2 separate regions of the Sus scrofa genome follow, and region 1 is linked to region 2. A link is a contact called in public HiChIP or PLAC-seq data. All regions are on one chromosome and are shown on one strand. Each heading gives the region's core, a stretch centred on a gene start, on an enhancer-like site or on the middle of the called end of the contact. The rest is flanking DNA. Distances are from core to core; before and after follow the strand shown. Region 1 holds the start of ROGDI (protein rogdi homolog). Region 2 holds the start of MGRN1 (E3 ubiquitin-protein ligase MGRN1).

Region 1 (6,105 bases), core at 3,078-5,577, 160 kb after region 2:
TACAATGGTTTTCTACTGCTGGTTAACAGCTACTAGGGGCCACTTTACCTGCTTACTAGGAGCCACTTTACCTGCATCATCACGACCGGTAGTCACTACAGCTCATCCCCCTTTTACAGGTGGGGCTACTGAGACACAGAGTGGCTAAGTAAGTGGCTTGAGGCTGTACAGCTCATAGTAGGAGGCCTTGGATCAGAACCCAGGTCTTCTTCTGGAGCCTGGGCTGGCAGCCATTCAGCCGCGGCTGGATGGACATGTGTATACTGAGAGGGGAAGGGTCACCCACGGGTCACACCTGAGAATGTGGGGGAAGCGCTCTCCAGGGGCCTGGGCAACGGTCAGGGAACCTGGCTCTCCCACTCCTATGGGCAGCTCACCTTGAGGACCTCTGCTCCTGTCCTGAACTGGTAGTTCTCGTCCCGGTTGGCGAGAAGGTAAATGGCTTGGCTCACATGGTTTCTGGCATCTTGGATCTGAGAACAACGGCAACGGAGCGGTCAGCGGACTGGGCCTCAGTAAGAAGAGGCACCAGATTCAGGGCAGCGAGGGTCTCTGGGGCTCCAGCCCACGGGCCCCCACACGGAGCGTCTGCCTATCCTCCTAGGTGGGGCAGGGTAGGTGCCACCTGCAGGCCAGGCCCTGGCTGGGTGCTGGGCGTAGGGCAGACTGAGGCAGGCTTGGTCCTTGGCCTCATGCAGTTCCCTTTCTCAAGGAGGAGAGACAGTCACACTAGACGTACAAGATAAAAGACTGTGTGACTGTCGCAAGGAAACAAACAAGGGGATGGAGGGGGGTGAAAGGGTGGCTCCTGGGAGGTAACTTTAAGCTGACACCGTGTGATGAGAAAAGCTGGTGTGGGCAGGATAAGCACAAGCAAAGGTCCAGAGGTAGAAACACCTGGTGGCTGGTGAGAGGGAGGAGAGAGGGGACAGAAGCCAGGCCCACTCACATAGGAGCTGTGAGGGCGTTTGGACCTGGTTCCCGAGAGCCATGGGGAGGCCCTGGAGGCTCTGGGCAGGGGCTGATTTGTTCAGGGCATCCCTATGGCTCTTGCTGGGCCAGGGGCCTACACACAGGACAGGCTAGGAGACCGGGCAGTGCCCGCCCCAGCTGCACTGCTAGGAAAAACACCTTCCCAGGCTTGCTGTGGTTGAAAGTCCCCACAGGCCCAGCCTGGGAGGCCTCAGTGCCGCCAAGGGCCTGCCCCTGCCTGCCCTTGAGGCATAAGCCCTGGCCAGGGGAGGGCTGGTTACCTGCTGCAGCTTCCACTGCTTGTCCTCCCGGAAGGCGAAGTGCAGCAGCTGGTTGTTCCTGGGCATCTTCAGGTTCACGTCCTGATGGGCAAGAGCAGGATAAGCCGGGCGGAGGGACGCCCTCCTGCTTTGGGGCACTCTGAGCCCTTGAGCCAGGGGCAGAAATAGAGGGGGGGCGGTGGTCACACCCCAGTCCCTCCCTGGGGCAGAGGGTCTAACACTCTGGCCATTTGTGGGGGTGAAGAGGCCGGCCAGGAAACAGGAACTTGGGCTCAAGCGGAACCAGAAAGAAATGAAAGGGAGAAAGGGAAGGAGGCCTCGGCCGGGAGGAAGCGTGCGGTGATGGGGAAACAGGGAATATTTGTACACACCAAGGGCTGGAACGCCCACCTGCCGGGGAGAGGGACCTTCCCGGGGGGCTTGGCAACTGCCACAAGGTCAGGTGCAGCCAGGGCTCAGATGACGGCTGATTTCACCTTGATCTGGGGCCAGCCTAATCCTGCCAGTGCCCACAACGTCCCTGGGCCCAGACTCTGAGTAGAGCTGTGTGCAAAGCATGCCCCCCCACCCCCTCACTGAAGAAGCACACCAATCCCATAAGCAGGTTAAGGGGGCTGCTGTCATCTTACAAATGAGGAAACTAAGGCCCAGAGAGATCAAGGATTCTGCCCAGAGTTTCACAGCTGGTGGCAGAGCTGAGATAAGCAGGAGGCCCCCAGGCTCCCCGCCCCACTGGCTCCTGGGGCAGCATGGGAAGGGGGAGAGGGGCCAGGGGACTCACCGCCTGGCTCAGGGCATCCCCTTGCAGCGTCAGCACGCCCTTCACCTGGTCTGTGCTACAACAGGGGAGAGTCAGAGCGGCCCGCAGCTGCCCCCTCCCACCACTCAGTCCTTTCAACAGGCTGCCCCTGGCTGTCACGGGATGGTCCAGCCTGTCCCCACGCACACCCTCTGGACGTCTGGGGAGCTGAAATCAGTTTGCTGGGCAAGGCCTTGGCCATGCCTTTCGTCCTAGAGAGTATCCCAAATGACCCTCCTTCCAAGAGCCCACCCCCCACCCCGTCCCAGTTTCCACACAGTCGGGGCTCACCCACAGCTGCCCAGGATGAAGTTCTCCTGCTTCGTGGGCCCCTCCGTGCCTGAGCCCGGCAGAGTGAAGCGAAGAGAGGCCTCCTGGGGGGCAGAGGGGAGTGGGGTAAAGTTTACCCACTCAGGGCAGTGCTTCTTCCGAAAGCCCCTCCCCCACAGCCTGAGTTTCAGGTCCTACCTGAGCTGATACCTGCTCCTTCCACATTCCCTGGGTGCCTACCGTGCGCCCAACAAGGGATAAAGAACTGAGACGCCCTGCCGGCCAGGTTAAGTCGCTCAGATGGGGGGAGCCAAATCAGGGAAAGCAGTAGCCATGGTAACCTGCAATTCTGGCCTTACCAGGCACTGCCTGGACAGTTTTTGCGACTCGACTGGCTTTTTTTATCTTCACAGCAGCCCTAAGGCCGGTACTGCTATCTCCTTTTTGCAAAGGGGAGGCCCAGCCAGATCAAATGCTTGGCTGAAGTCAAAATGCTGGGTCCTTCAGAGCTGTGGTGAAAGGGCAGTTTCAAAGGAAGCTCTCCCCCTCCCGACCCTGGGGCTCAATCCAGGGCCAGGGCGCTCACACGGCTGCTTGTGGAACTGGGTAACTACCTGCTGGTGGTCCTGGCTAGACTCTAAATTCACTAAGGGCAGGGCGTACACAGTCGCGTACCCAGTCGGCGCTCGGGCGGCAGCTGCGGGAGGCGGAGGAGGGAGCCGCGCTGGGGAGGGTGGGGACAGAGACCCTCGAGGCGCGTTACCTTGAGGATGTCCTGTAGCTGCCTTAGCACGGCGTGCACCTCATCGTGCAATAACCAGCGAAACTCCTCCTCCTGCGGGGACAGGCCCGCTGTCAGTCGCCTGGGCCCACTGCCCCCCGCCCCACCTCGCCCGCGCCACTCACCAGCACCGCCCGCTCCGCCGCCGTCGCTGCCATCACGGTAGCCATCGCCGCCGCTCGCTGCCCAGCGACCGTCACCTGCCCGCGGTCTGCTTGTCGCTCGTCGCTCGGAACACCGGCGGCGCCCCAGCCCACCCCCCGCCGCCGATTGGCTGCGCGTGCTCCCGCCCCGCCCCCAGCCCCCTGCGCCGCAAGGGCCCTCAACCCGCCCGCGCCGGCTGGTCCTGGACGCCGCCGGCACCAGCGCCGAGCACTCCGGCTGCCCCGCGGCGGCCGCTGGTCCCGCCCCTTCCCGGCTCCGATAGGGCGCCCAGCTTCGCTCGCACTCACCTATTGGCCGGCGAGACGGCTTGCTCTCGCTGCTCCCGGCGATTGGCCGACAGGGAAGTCTATTCCCGCCCGGTCTCGCCACCGGCCCGCTAGTTCCGTTGGCCGGGAAGAAACCCTCGGCCCGGGCCTACACCTCTTTTCTTCACATAGCGCGGTGTCCGTATTCCGGCGCGGACCACCACCAAGATCCAGTTGTGTTATCAAGAAACGTTTTATTTTGTTTGCAGTAGCCTTTTGTTAATTGCACAAAATCATGTTTTGTTTTTGCCATTTAAACATCACACAGTCCTATTCTGAAAGACAAATGTTCATTAAAAACAAAGCAAAAAATAAAAATTCACAACCTTAATTACCTAGATTTGTCATTTAAAGGAGATTTAAAGGAAAAAAAAAGGGGTTGTGGAAGAGGGGCTTTCTTACAAGCTTTTTCACAAGTGTCACATTTTCTCCTTAAAAGGGAAGGATTTCAAAACAAAGGTGAAATAGCTTAAACAGAAATATTCATAAAAAGGAACTTTACAGAATTGTCAACAATATTAAGACAACACTAACCAGTTTCATTACAGCATCCTCCCCCACCCCCACCCCCCAGTGTCCCGCTAGGACTAGAACAGGCTTTGTGTTCAGACAGAAAATTCAAAATCCCAGTGAAATTAACAACTGTGCCAAAAACCACAGGGATCTCCCCTGCCCCCATTTTCTGAGACCCCCTAACCTGGGTTTCGATGGGCTGAAAAGGAACAAGGCTGTAAAGCAGAGGGGCCCAGACCAGCATGGCCGCCTCGTATTTATTACATATTCACTGTAAATGCTGACCCTCTAACGTGTGACTTTGGAAAACCCAACCCGTGCCGAGGGAGAAACACTGACATCCTTTCGGTGACTTCTCCTTTTTCTTATGCCACGTTCTAAGCCCCTCTGGTCCCCTATCCCAGGAGAAATGCTCGGGTCTCGAGGATGTCTTAGATCCACCTCTGAGGGTTAGTTAACTCAGGTCTGGTCAGGCCTGGTTCTCCGCTTTCCTCCCAACAGTCCCCGGGCCCCGGAAACACCGAAGACGGTGCTGCTGGCTGAAGTGAAGACAATCAGTCCCGTTTCAAGAGCTGAGCCTAAGAAATGGTCATCGTTAGTCAGGCTGGGTCTGGGCCAAAGAAGGAACAGACAGAAAGAAATACTGTTTCCATAGGAGGAAAAGGGGGAAGGGAGGAGAGCGGAGGTGAGCATGCAAGGGACCTGTGCAGGGACAGGTTGGAGAAGATGGGACTGCTGGGAGGGGACCTGGGTCAGAGTGGCTCTTTAGAACCAGGTAAAGGGGCTATGGCATAACGGAAACAGGAAGGAACCCCCCCCTCCACTCCTTAGTGGTGGCCCTCAGGACCCCTTCCCAAGGGCTGGAATGCAAATCCAAACACTACAACAGCTTGGTGTGGGGAGAGCGCCTCTACACCAGATCAAGTCTGATCCCAGCCCAGGGATCCACAGTGGCGGTGACTTCTGGGACAGGTGCTGAAGAGCAGCGAGGAGAGGAGGCTTCTCTGAGGCTCATCTAGGGGCTGGCTGTTTGCTGCTTTCCCTGGAAAGCCAGAGCCCTGTCTTTGCTTTGACTCTGCCAATCTCTCTTCAGCTCACAAAGGCATTTATGGAGAGCTGGTTGCGCACCGGTAGCTTAAACATGACAATCCTCATCAGCTGGTCACCTGAGGTTGGAGGGCCCGTGGGACTCTCTGTTTAGAGTCTGTGCTGGCTCATCTTGGCCCAGAGCCTCTCCCTCTGCGTGGGATCCAGTGGGGGACGGTGGAGAGAACCATTGCCTCTTTGCTCTGAGGGAAGCAGTAGGAAAGCTTCCAGCTCTCCCTGCTGATTCTAGTTCCTCGACTGGAAGGGGTCTGAGATAAGACAGCTTGGAAGAAGTAGAAAAAAAAAAAAAAAAAAAAAAAAAGCCAGGCAGCAGCTTCTGGGCAGCTTCTATCCTGGGGCAAGAGCCAGTATGTGGTGTGGTGTGGTGTGTTGGGGTGTGTGTGTGTATGTGTGTGTGTGTGTGTGTGTGTGTGAGTGAACACACAGCCACCTAGTCCAGGGCCAGTGCCCAGCTCAAGAGCTTTCCCACAGGCCAATCCTGACGACACCCTCCCCTCTCCAAGACCTTCAGGAGAGGAGCGATGCTGTGTGCTGTGCTGATGGCAAGTCTCAGAGTCTGTATAAAAGGAGATGGAGACAGGTGGACTGGTCCAGAATTAAGTCCCAGGACCCCAACCCCATGTGAGGAAGAGGGGGTCAGGGGGAAGATGGGGGTGGGCTGGGGTCAAGGGCTTAGTGTATGTAGGCTCGGTACACGGCGGACATGTCGTTGTCAGACTGGTCCAGTGCCTTGGCTCTTTTGTACACCTGGAAGAGAAAGGACATGGGCTTAGTCTGACCACGGAGCTGACCTGCTGCCCAGAGGCGGTTCTAGATGCGGTTAGGTGGGTAGGTTCTGGAGTCCAGGTGGTCTGGATGGGACTCCTGGATGCCCCACTGACTGGCCTGATCTTGGACAAAGTGCCTCAGTTC
Region 2 (5,773 bases), core at 1,628-4,127:
GGACCTTGCCAGAGTTGGAGGGCCCAGAGCCCTGCATTCCTTCAGTCACTCCACGGATGTGTTTATCAGGCATCCACTGGGTCTGGGAAGACAGGAATGCATCAGCAGCAATCCTGCTCCCTCAGGAGGCTCGTGAAGTCTAGACTTGAAGGACTCCTAACTAGGAAGCCATGAAGTGGGTCTGTCTTTATGACTCCAAGGACCAGATGCTGGCTGACGGAGGGGCCTTGAGGTCTGGGCCCTTACTCCTGACCTTACTCCTCACCTCTGCACCCCAACCCTCCTGCCTCCTTGACTCTAGCCACACTGGGCTTTGAGCTCATGGATCTCACTCAGCTCCGCAGGGCCTTTGCACATGCTGTTCTCCCTGCCTGGAACCTAGGCTGACCTACTCCTTCAGAGTTTGCCTGGTTGGTTCTTACTTGTACTTCAAGTCTGGGCTTACATATCACCTCCTCCGAGAAACCTTCCCTGACTCCCTTATCAATGGTACGCCGGTCCTGGTGTTTCATGGCACCTTAGTCCATTCCCCTATAACACCTTTTTTTTTTTTTTCTTTTTGCCTTTTCTAGGGCCGCTCTCATGGCAGATGGAGATTCCCAGGCTAGGGGTCTAATCAGAGCTGTAGCCACTGGCCTACGCCACAGCCACAGCAACGAGGGATCCAAGCCACGTCTGCGACCTACCCCACAGCTCACGGCAACGCTGGATCCTTAACCCACTGAGCAAGGCCAGGGATTGGACCTGCAACCTCACGGTTCCCAGTCAGATTTTTTAACCACTGCGCCACGATGGGAACTCCCTACAGCACCCATATTTTGTATTTTTATACACTTGTTCTCCTTTCATGTCTGTTTCTCACTAAACGTTCCATATCTGTGGGTTTTACCATTTAATCTCTATGCCTGGCTCATTGCTTTTTACATAGTAGCGTGATAAATATTTGTTGAATAAAAAAATGAATCAGCCAAGATGTTGATAATAGAACCAGGATCAAATCAGAAAGGTCCTATCTCCAAATAGTGGGTGGAGAAGCACAGAACCATACACTTCAAGTCCAAAGCTCTTTTGAGAGGAGTATGTAATTAATCAGACATCCAGCCCATGGAAACGGCTGCCCTGGCCCACGATCCATAGGGAGGACGTGCTCTTAGGGTTGTTTTTCAGCCAGAACATCTGGGCCCTTAGTATCCTCCTCCCCTCCCCTCCAAACAGGGAGCCTGGTAAATTGGATGCCGTGTTGGTATATCTATTTATGTATATATGATTCAACAGTGTTATGTGATTCAACAGAAAGCCTTTTAAAGGAAGAGAAGAAAGGTCACATGGGATGGGGGTGTCTTCAGGCCCATCTGGGGGCAAGAGACAAGAAATCTGGCACTTGAGGGTACCTGTCTCGGGTGGGGGTGGGTAGGGGTGGCAGGAGAGCGTGGCATTAAAAGGAGTGGCCTGGGTCAAATTCCAGCTGTATTACCACTTATCTACTATGCAAGCTGAGTGGGATACTCCACGTTGCCTAGCCTCTTTCCCCTTCAGTAAATTGGGAATGAAAATAGAACCTACGACAGAGAATTAAAAGAGAGGATATGGAGTTCCTGCTGTGGCACAGTGGGTTAAGAACCTGATTGCAATGCCTCTGGTTGCTTCGGAGGCGCAGGTTCACTCTTGGCCAGGTGCAGTGGCTTAAAGGACCTGTAGGTTACAGCTGTGACTTGGATTTAGTCCCTGGCCCAGAAACGTCCATATGCTGCAGGTGTGGCCTTTAAAAATAAAGAGGAGATGTGTGTTTAGCCCTCAACACCAATGTCTAGCACATAGTAGGGGTGCAGTAAATGGGGATCTTGGGTGCAGGGCAGAAAGTTTAAACCGAGCTTCCCCAAGACCTGGATTCTCCCTCATAATCACACAAATCCCTCACCTCCGTTTTTATTTTTGGCTTTCCAAGTCTCCTGAAAATAGGAAGGTTATATTCTGGATGGGTTCTGGCCTCTAGGAAGCTGTAGGGCTCACTTTAATGCCAACTGTGGTGAATTTACCATCTGAGACTCTTAGCCAGCCTCTGCCCTCCCAACACCTATCTTGGGGAAAGTCCTTTCTTAGAATCGCCTTTTCGCAACTGAAAAGTAGGTGAAAACAGATTCTCATTTGGTCTGCTTAGAGTTTTGTGTGAATCAAAACCAAGAAAGTACATTGCAACCTGACAGGAGGCTTAATCTCTAACCTGAATCTTATAAACTTGTCTTCAGCGCCATTCCGGGTGGCCCTCCCTCATTTGTGCCTTAGTTCCCCTCTCTGTATAGTGCGGAGAGGTCTACTGCCTCTGCGGGGAGCTTTAAAATTATGTCTTCAAAGTAACTGTTCTGGACGTGGAGCTGGAGAGATGCCTAGAGTTTTGGGGAAGGTGCCTCGTTTCTCCTGTGAGCACCGCTCTGGGTGATTGGGGTTCCGTCCCAACTCTTTGCAGGTGGCAGGTAAGGGTCTGCCCTCTGCTGGCCGGGCCAGGAGATTAAATCCCGGGAAGTGGGGAGATCCATGGTAGTGCAGAGAGATTTTTTTCAGAAAGGAGTAAATGGAAGGCGTTGGTTCCTAGAAGAGACTATGTATGAAAATAAAATTATTAATAGAAGGCTAAAGAACTACGACGTTAGTCTTGTGCTTGGAATGCAGAGGGAGGGATAATTTGCACTGCAGTTGATGGGGTCCTCCCCTCTGGACTCCGGTCCATTTGGTTTGTCCCGAAGCATTTGTCAACAACTTCAGCGAGCCTGGGCGAGAAGCTTCCTGGGAAATGTAGTTCCTAGGTGGGCCTCCCGCGCGGCCGCCGGGCAGCGTCGGCGCGGAGGGGACTCCATTTCCCGAGGTGCCTCAGCGCCGGGGGGGCGGAGGGCCGCCGTGGCGTCGGGCCCGAGGCCGAGCCGGGGGTGGGGGCTCGGAGGCCGAGCGCCCGCGGCTGTGGGCGAGTGTCCGTGCGGCCTGGTCCGGGCCATGACTGTGTGAGGCCGCCGCAGCTGCCCCTGTCCCAGCCTCGGCCCAGCCCGCCTCGCACCATGGGCTCCATCCTGAGCCGCCGCATCGCGGGCGTGGAGGACATTGACATCCAGGCGAACTCGGCCTATCGCTACCCACCGAAGTCCGGTGAGGTGCTGTCCCGGCCCCGGCCCTGGGCGCAGACAGCGAGGCGCGGGCTGGGGCGCGGGCCTCTCCGCGGAGGGTGGATTAGGAGCTCTGGTCGGCCCGCGGGCCCCTCTGCAGCAGCCCTACCCGGGGCTCCGCGCGCTCCGCCACCAGGACCCCGGGGCGTGGGTCGGGCCCGGGGCTGACTGCCTGGTCCCGGCTAGGTGACCTTGGGTCAGTCAGTTCGCCCCTGCGTGCCTCCGCTCCCTCGGCTGCACAGGGCGAGACACTCAATAGGAAACCCCCAGGGTGGGGGGGTGAGGTTCAGGGGCGCGACGCTGGTGAGGGCTTAGCACGGTGCCCGGCGCTTCGCTTGTGCTGATAAAGTGGTCATTGTCCAAAGGATTGACATCACTTCTTCGCCAGTTTTCGCTTCCTTTGGGGGTTCCCTTCTTCGCTTCCTGCGAAGACCCAGCCAGTGGTTCTGGACACTCTCCGTGTCTTCTGGACAGGGGCTTGGCTGTCCTGTGTCCTGGCAGGTGTGCGTGGTGTGTGGTGGATGGTGGGTGGGCCCAAGGAGGCCCTGCCGCCATGGATGGGAGAGCAGCTGGGAATCCTTAGTGGAGAACCTGAGAATGATTGGAGGAGATTTGCCAGGCTCGCCTGTGTCCTGTTTTGTGGCTGAGAGACCTGAGCCTCCAGGGAGGAAGTGACTTTGGAAGAAGTGACTTTCTCAAGGTCTCAGGGCTGGATGGAAGTGCATCTGGGAGCAGGACCTGGACTTGGACTCTCAGACGGTTGTACCCACCCCACTGTTCTGTTTCTGATGATGAGTGTGGCCTAACCTGGAACTTTAGTTGGGCTTTCTCACTCTTGCCGTCTCCTCATCCCTTCATTTGCCCAGAGAGGAGAGAAGGAGGAGGATGGGGAGGGAGGACCAAGGAGAAGCCTTTGATCTGAGGTCGTGGTCTTCCAGGCCTCACAGCTGGCCTGCGGGCAACCTCCCGGCCAGGTTTCCTTTGAGTGTCCTCCAGAACCACCTGTGGGGAAGCTTGTTTAACGTGCATTTCCCAGGCCCCACGTCAGACTTGCTGCCCCTGCCACTGTGGCCTAGGAACCTGCATTTAAACACCTCAAAAAATGTTAGCTGCTGTAATGGCTTGAAAAGAAAATTAGAAAATTCTAACTGCATTTAGACTCTGAGGTGACCAAGTCAGAGTCTAATTGCAGTTAGCAGTGACTTGGCAGAGATAGCAAAAAGTTTAAGCTGGGGGAGTTCCCGTCGTGGTGCAGTGGAAACGAATCCGACTAGGAACCATGAAGTTGCGGGTTCAATCCTTGGCCTCACTCGGTGGATTAAGGATCCTGCGTTGCTGTGGCTGTGGCGTAGGCCAGCAGCCACAGCTCCGATCGACCCCTAGCCTGGGAACCTCCATGTGCTGTGGGTGCAGCCCTAAAAAGATAAAAGACAAACAAAGGTTTAAGGTGGCACCTGCTGTTCTCTGGGATCAGAGCAAACTTGATATTTTTTCCTTTGGGCGTTTGGACAAAATCACAAAAGGCACTTAGAGCACCACTTTTGGATCCTACGTGGCAGATTTTGTTAATCAGTTGGGCCACTCTTGGCTACAGTCAGCCACGTCTCATCGATTGGGGCTGGCATCTGGGTGCCATGGGCCACCTCAGCTCTGCTGCCAGTGATAGCAAGACTCTCTTGGGCCTGTCCTTTCTGCTTCCTTGTCCCTCTGGCCACCTTGTTCCAGGAGGCAGCTGGGGACCTACGCAGTGCTTTAGTATGTTTCCTCAAGGGTGGGCTGGGGATGGGAGGGGGGGCTTTGAGATGATTTTAGGGACCCATGGGCCATAGTCCATTTATGAGAAAGTTGATCTCTTTTCAAGTCTGGGCCAGTTTTGTTGATCGTATTGAATCGTTGAGTGCTGGTAGTTTTTTCTTACAGCTCTGTAACACTGTCCATTTTTCCCCCCAGCTTTATTGAGACATAATTGGCATATAACATTATGTAAGTTTAAGGTTGTACACATATTGATTTGATATGTATATTTATCGGAGAATGATTATCACAGTAAGATCAATTAACATACCTGTCACAGAGAGGGAAGGGGGAGGGCTTCTAAAATCTCTCGTCAGGGAGTTCCCTCTGGTGCAGCAGGTTAAGGACCTGGCACTGTTGCTGCTAGGACGTGGGTTCAGTCCCTGACTGGCTGCAGTATGTTAAGGATCCTGTGTTGCTGCAGCTGAGGCTCAGATCCCCGGCTTGAGAACTTCCACATGTTGAGGGTGTGGCCCCCCAAAAAAATAAACTTAAAAAATGAGTGCAATAAATAATAAAGTGGAAATGAACCCAACTAGTATCCTGAGGATGTGGGTTGGATCCCTGGCCTAACGTGGTGGTGGGTTAAGGATCTGGCATTGCCGTGGCTGTGGTGTAGGCTGGCATCTGTAGTTCCGATTTGACCCCTAGCCTGGGAACTTCCATATGCCACACCTGCGGCCCTAAAAAAAAAAAAAACTCCTGTCTGATTTTCTTTTCTTTTTTTCTTTTTTTGGCCACACCTAAGGCATATGGAAGTTCCCAGTCTAGGGGTCAAATCGGAGCTACAGCTGCTGGCTTGTGTCACAGCAGCGCGGGATCCGAGC

The links. HiChIP or PLAC-seq counts read pairs in DNA pulled down with a chosen protein or histone mark.
Region 1: a contact with region 2 is called in an H3K27ac HiChIP or PLAC-seq map of alveolar macrophages. The contact joins the promoter of ROGDI here to the promoter of MGRN1 in region 2. A contact is called at or near these places in 1 of 47 Hi-C or Micro-C datasets (epiblast stem cells) and 1 of 2 datasets of contacts at active chromatin or transcription factors (alveolar macrophages).

What each region holds. Positions count from the first base shown.
Region 1 is chr3:37,591,204-37,597,308 of Sscrofa11.1, reverse strand. It overlaps ROGDI (protein rogdi homolog), which reads right to left and starts at 4,327. Exons shown (of 11, transcript XM_021086663.1): 1 at 3,229-4,327; 2 at 3,086-3,157; 3 at 2,344-2,426; 4 at 2,035-2,089; 5 at 1,254-1,334; 6 at 378-473. The coding sequence starts at 3,273. It overlaps GLYR1 (putative oxidoreductase GLYR1), which reads right to left. Exons shown (of 16, transcript XM_013995678.2): 16 at 3,817-5,940. The coding sequence ends at 5,866.
Region 2 is chr3:37,745,210-37,750,982 of Sscrofa11.1, reverse strand. MGRN1 (E3 ubiquitin-protein ligase MGRN1) reads left to right here and starts at 2,877. Exons shown (of 17, transcript XM_021086677.1): 1 at 2,877-3,135. The coding sequence starts at 3,048.